Linked DNA regions of Mus musculus: region 1 is linked to region 2. A link is a contact called in public HiChIP or PLAC-seq data. All regions are on one chromosome and are shown on one strand. Each heading gives the region's core, a stretch centred on a gene start, on an enhancer-like site or on the middle of the called end of the contact. The rest is flanking DNA. Distances are from core to core; before and after follow the strand shown. Region 1 has its middle 18 kb from the start of Gm41590. Region 2 holds the start of Ppp2r5d (protein phosphatase 2, regulatory subunit B', delta).

The links. HiChIP or PLAC-seq counts read pairs in DNA pulled down with a chosen protein or histone mark.
Region 1: an H3K27ac HiChIP or PLAC-seq map of cardiomyocytes shows a contact between it and region 2, with 5 times the contacts expected there. The contact joins the enhancer-like site here to the promoter of Ppp2r5d in region 2. A contact is called at or near these places in 1 of 39 promoter capture datasets (cranial neural crest) and 1 of 115 datasets of contacts at active chromatin or transcription factors (cardiomyocytes).

The regions. Positions count from the first base shown.
Region 1 is chr17:47,527,141-47,530,510 of GRCm38.p6, forward strand. It overlaps a transcript of Ccnd3 not described here. Among named protein-coding and RNA genes, the nearest start is that of Gm41590, 18 kb to the right of the region's middle. Within about 2 kb of position 2,006, at least 28 of the 459 cell types and tissues checked have an H3K27ac peak or open chromatin away from gene starts, as enhancers often do.
Region 2 is chr17:46,703,342-46,706,388 of GRCm38.p6, forward strand. It overlaps Ppp2r5d (protein phosphatase 2, regulatory subunit B', delta), which reads right to left and starts at 1,661. Exons shown (of 15, transcript NM_009358.3): 1 at 1,492-1,661. The coding sequence starts at 1,518. Gm52314 (a long non-coding RNA gene) reads left to right here and starts at 2,284. Exons shown (of 2, transcript XR_003952400.1): 1 at 2,284-2,367.

The sequences.
Region 1 (3,370 bases), core at 756-3,255, 820 kb after region 2:
CAGGCACGGTCCTTTACCTTGTGGAATTTATGAGCCCTCAGCTTTTCCTGGTCCCTGTGCTACCCATGAGAGGACGGACCAGACCAGACCAGCTATAAGGGAGGCCAGGAAAGACTGAGAAAGACCCACCGCTGGGAACTGGATGCCCGCCATCTTTGGGGCACAAAACAGCGTGGGCTGCGGTTCTGGTTGGAGTGGACATTGAGGTTGTGGGTTTGCTTCTTTCTCACACCAAGCACGTGACCTGGTTGCTCAGGCTGAGGTGAGCGACCTCACATGGGCTGGGGACAACAGCCCCCTAGCTGTCCCTTTTTTTGTTGTTTGTTTTTGGTTGAGTTGGAGTCCTCATTCCCACCACCTATGAGCCCAGGTCATCAGCTTCACCCCTGTTTTCCAGTACGAAGTGGAACCCCTTGTGGAAACCCTTCTGTGGGGCCCCTGGGCCTCCCTTCAGCTTCCTGGGCCCCTCTTGGCTTGGCTGGAAGAGAGGCCCCATGACTTCACCTCCTCAGAAAGCGTCCCTGCTCCCTGTTTCCTCTCTCAGTGCATTCCAGACCCTCGGCCTGTCTGCCTGCGTGCCTTGGCCCGTCTCACACAACCCTCCCTTTATTCCCCCTAGTGAGGCCTCCTTCAACTCTGCCTGCCTCTTGTGTAGACTTCAGAGCTGCTCTCTGCTGCTGAGCACCTCTGACATGGCTGAGAAGAGCCCTCAAAGCTCTCTCCTCTGTCGCTCACAAGTCCTGTGGCCCAAGAGAGGCATTCTGCTGCCGGGTTTCTTTTCTTTTTCTTCCTTCCTTCCTGCTGCTCCCCCCACCCTTTTTTTTTTTTTTTTTTTTTTTTTTTGTGACAGAATCTCACCATATAGCTAGCTATAGCTAGCTTAAGAGCTTGTTATGTAGACCAGACTGGCCTGGCACTCACAGTGATGCCCCTGCCTCTGCACCTTTGTCCCTGTGCTCCTATGCCTCCCACATGCTGGGGTTAAAGGTGTATGCCAGGCCTGCTTATGTTGTTTAAAAAGGTTCTTCTTCGTGGGTGGAGGTGCAGCTTAGCTGGGAGAGTGCTAGGCAGGTGCTCTGTGTTGAGCTTTTTCTCTGGGCCCCAAGTGCATTCTCCGTGCGTGTTGTGTATGTGTGTGTGTGCACAACAGTGTGCGTGTGTGGAGGCCAGAGACTGGTGTTGGGGTCGATCTCTGCCATTCTCCATCTTATCGATTGATTGATTAATTGATTGATTGTAAGGATCTCTCAATGATCATGGAGCTTACCATTTTGGCTAAGCTGGCTAAGCAGCAAGCCCCTTGGCATCAGCCTGTTCCCAGCCCTGCCTCGTGCTGGGGTTGAAGCACTGCTGCACCTAGCTTCTTTCACCTTGGTGCTGGGAATTGGAACTCAGTTCCCCACTTTACCCAATGAGCTGATTTCCCTTCTCCCCATAAATTACTTTCCCCCACCCCCTGAACTCATTATGTAGACCAGGCTGGCCTCCATTTTTCAGATCCACTTGCCTTTGCCTCCTGAGTGCTGGTATTAAAGGCACACACCGCCATGGTGACTCACAGTGAATTCTTTCTGTGTTCCTTTGCCTCAGTGCCCTGATCTGTAAAATGGGAACTGTCACAACAGTACTTAGCTACAGAGCCATCAGGAGAATTACATGCACTTTGAGGAGGCTGAACAGGGCTGGGCCTGGCCCATAGCAACTGTTACATAAGTATTAGGTTATTGTTACAGAACACATGTTTGCCATTATGATGATGTGGACAAAAGGTTTAGGCTCAGTGCTGGTTTATAAACCCGGGGATCCAGGATGAATCAATCAATAAGATCCTCAGATTCAGGCCAAATCAATCGATAAAATCCACAGACTCACATGACCAATCCTTACAGTTAGAATGGCCCTGGAATAGAGGCACAGGGCATTGTGCTGGCTTTTGTTCCAGTGTCTCAGGACGGTCAGCCCTCCCTCAGGGCTTGTAGTGCTCATGGCCTGCGCACGGTCACGTGAACACTGCACTGTTGACTGCTGAATCTCGCTCCTGGGGAGCACACAGGGCTGGGTTCCTGTGAGCCTCTGCTCAGAGCATCTTTATCAAGTGATCAATGCATACCCTTGTTCTTTGTGTGTTTTTGCTTGTTTAAAATGTATTGTGGACTCGTTAGTAATGAACTCATGGCCAGTAGTTGTATAATCTCCAGAAAAAAGCTAATTTATTTTTTTCTGTAAGGCACATGCTGACAGCTAGGAATGGATGAGATAGGAGGTCAGGTTAAAAACAACAACAACAAAAAAAAAACAAAACAAAACAAAACAAAAAAAACAACCCAAATCACTTGCTACACAAATTTGATGGTGTTCAGTTAATCCTTAGCAAGGACAGAACCTCTCCCCAAAACACACCCATGCATGCATGATCAGCATGCATGTGCATGCACACACTTGCACACACTCCTGCACAGATACGTGCACATTCAAACACATGAACAGGATACACGTTCCTGTACTCACACACCTACACTACACACATACACACACACAATAATAATAAATAACATTTTACGATTTATTTTATGTGTATGAGCATTTTGCCTGTATGTGCCTGCCTGGTGCCCCTAGAGGTTAAGAGAGGGTGTCAGATCCCTTGCACCTGGAGTTTGCTTCTGAGCCACTATGTGCGTGCTGGGGACTGAACAGGGTCCCCGGCAAGAGCAGCAAGTGTTCTTAACCACTGAACCATCTCTCCAGCCATCATTATCATTTTGCACGTGTGTGTGTGTGTGTGTGTGTGTGTGTGTGCACGCGCGTGTTCGCATGCTCACACACGCCTATGTGTATGGGTGTCATCAGAGGCCAGAAGAGAGCATCGGATCCCCTGGAACTGTAGTGACAGGTGGTTATGAGCCGAATGGTATTGCTGCTAAGAGCTGAGCTCAGGTTCTCCCCATGAACAATAAGCTGCTATCACCTAAGAGCCATCTCCGCATCCCTATTTTATTGTATCTTGCTTTCCTTTTCCTGCTTGGTTTTTTGTTTTAGCTTTTGTTTTTGTTTTTTAGTTATTATTTCTTTAAAGCTTGTTTAGTTGTTTGAGATAGTACCTGACTATGTAGCTTTTGTTGGCCTGGAACTTGCAATGTAGAGCAGACTGGCCTAGAACTCACAGAGATCCCCCTGCTTCTGCCTCCCAAGTGCTGGGATTGAAGGCATGGGCTACCACTGTCCGGCTTGGGTGTCATTTTTATTTAGTTTTATTTTTTGCTTATTTCTTTTTTAACCGTAAAATTACACATTTCCCAAGTGCAGAAAATAAGGAGCCACCAGACTCCAGCAGAATGAATGGTTCTAGTGCCGGAGCTGAAACAAGCAAGCA
Region 2 (3,047 bases), core at 411-2,910:
AACTTTGCCTGGCTCACCACCCCCTGTCCTGTGCTCTATCTAACTCTCAGACCGAGACAGTGACAGCCCAGAAGCAGAGCCTCCTGGCAAACACACAACAGCCCCGGGATAAAGAGTTTGACTGATATGGTTAGAGATGGTAGCCCAGCATCCATCAGGGGAAAAATGAATGCAATCCACCTCTGGGGTCATCAGGAGAGTGGACCACGAGACCAGGCCAGAGCCAGCCCAACACAAGGGGCCAGCCCAAAAGCTGGGGAGTCTGAAGACCAGTTCCAGCCTCCCCAGCTGAGTCTGCTTCTCAGAAGAACCACAGATCAAGCAAGAGCAGCAAACAAAGGGAAAGGCAGGGACAGGTCAGGGTGGTTTGGAGGCAAAAGATGGCAAAAGACGGTAACATCAAGAAATGGCCTGTGGGGTTGGGAGTGTAGCCCAATGGTACTGCACATGCTTAGCATGTGCAAGACCCTGGGTCTGATCTCTGCCACTGCAAATAATAAAGAAACCGAGTGTACTGGACGGCAGAATGAGAAGAAAACTAAACAGAACAGGCCAGAAGAAAGGGAGAAATCCTGTCCTGGTGCAAAAAAAGGAAATGCAAAGGTTATCCTAAGGAATACAGGGAGGAGCCTCTAACAGATTAGAAACCGAGTCCCGTCTAGGGTGAACATGGAAGCCAGCTGATGCCAGTTAGGCACTTGCACAGAAGAGCCCTCCAAGTTGGGAGACCTGATATTGCAGCTGGGCCTCCAGCAGGATGTGTGACCTTGGACAAGTCCCTTCCCCTGACCCGGCCTCAGTCTCCTCATCTGTACCACTAGCATGCTAGTCTGCATGTGCTCCAAAGCTCCCTTCCAGCACAGACGTTCTGGGGTTCCATCAACAGAAGAAGGGCTCGGTCCTGGCTTACAAGTTTGTGTGTAAAGGAAGACTCGAGGGAGGGGCCTAGGCCAGATTTGGGCGGAGGAGAGAGAAAGCAGAGCGGTTCTAGGTCAGGGGCTTGTCGTGGGGGGGCGGGGGGGGGGAAGGAGGGACTGTACAGAACTGTGGAGAGGCCGTCTTTTAAGCTGGTGAGGAGAAGAGGGAAGGGGCTGCTCAGGGCGGGGGTGGGGGAAGTACTGGAGGGAAATGCGGTCTTAAATGAGCACTGTCCCAAACCGTGGGGGATCGGGGACAGATAAAGGCGGGGAGAAAAAGCAAGGGAGTGAGCCGGGAGTGGAGCAGATCTGGAGGGGGCCGGGGATAGGAGCAAAGAGGAAGGGAAGAGGGATAGGTGGGGGGAAATCTGTCCGGGCAAAGACGGAGAGCTGTCCCAGCTGCTGCACGGACTGGGGGTGCTGGCAGTCGCGCGGCCCTGGGGCTGGCCGCGGGAGTGCTGCGGGGGGCCGGACCAGAGGGTCAGTCTGAGGCTGTCCCGGGCCTGCCTCGGGCCCCTCCCAGAGCTGCGCGCAGGCCCGGCGGCGGAGGCGCAAGGGGAAAGGCCACGCTCACCTTATCCTTCTTCAGTTTATAGGACATCTCGGCCGGTCCACACCCGGCCCGGCTCCTGCGGCCCCGCTCCGGCTCTGCTCGGCCACACTCGGCCCGCTCGGCGTCTCTTCGCCACCGCCTGCGCGCTGCGCCCGGGCCGAGCCGTGGCTGCGCTTCCAATTGGCCCGAACTCTTACAAACCTGCCTGAGAACCAGGAGCCGCCTCCTCGGATTGGTCATTGGAGCCAAGCAGCTTCCCTTTTTTCTCATTGGAAAGAAAGAGTACAAACCGCCAGGGTTCGGCTCCCAGAATTGGCTGGAGTGGAAGGTCCCGCCCTGAAAAGGGTCGGGCTTCGTGGAGGAGGCGGAGCCATGGGGAAACCCGAGCTTGGCTAGCAGATCTGTTCTCCGGCGTCGCCTTGTGCGTCGTCCTCTGCTATTCTTCAGTCCTTTGAGCTCTGCTCCTTCCCTCCAGAAGTGGCTCTCATGTTCTCCCCTGCTCTTCTACCTGCCCTGCTTCGTACGGACTGGAGGAAAAAGGCCCTAACACGAAAAGGGCACCTTTCTTCACAGGAATTTAAAGTAGCTCAAATTGCACACGTGAAATGATAGAGAAGACTCCCAAGGGTACTCCCGGGCATTCATCAAGTCTGTCCTAGATCACAGTTGCAGAGGAGCAGAGGGGAAAGCCTATCAGCGGTGGAACCGGGCTGAAATAAAATAAGAAACCCTGGTTTGCTGCAGCTTCAAGACGTGGGTCCCTGTAGCTGCTGGAAGGGTGCTGGAATCGGTAAAACAGCTGCGTTTGGAGCCACTGAGAATGAAGTGAAAAAGCAGCCTCATCGTTCCCTACCTGAGCCCTGAGCCGCCGCCGCACCCAAGCTAGTGTTCAAGTGGGTAAGACTGGGTTCTTGCCCTCAGGTAGTTCCCACTCTAATGAGGTTCACAGACTCGTATTAAGAGACGATTAAAATACAATCACATAAATTACACAAACCTCAGAATGACATGGAGGAATATATTTTAGTTATCCTAGTAGCCAATAGATTACATTAAAGAACTGGAGGAGGTCCATCAAAAATAAATCTGCGAGCTGGGTGTGATGGGTTTGCCCCTGTAACCCCACCTCTTGGAAGATAGAGGCAGGATGATCAGGCGTTACAGACCAGCCTTAACTATAGCCAGTTGCAGACCAGTTTGGACTACAATAAGAACCTCTTAAAAGAAAGAAAAAAAAAAGACAAAAAAAAAAAAAAAAAAAAACCTACCCGCCACCACAAACAACAACAACAAAGAAACAACTCTCAGAACTAAAAAGTTACAAATAAGCCTGTGGCCGTTTGTTCCCCAGGAAAGAGGTCTTGGATTCCCCCAGGAGCATGATAACCAAACAATAGTCAATCATCCTTACACAAAGAGCAGTAGCCCCAATATTGGGAAAGATGGGGGCTGGGAAGATGGTGCTCTTCCAAAAGACCTGAATTCAGTTCCCAGCACCCACATTAGCTGCTTCACAATTGCCTGTAACTCCAGCCCCAAGGGACCTGATAGACACATGCATACATACATACATACAT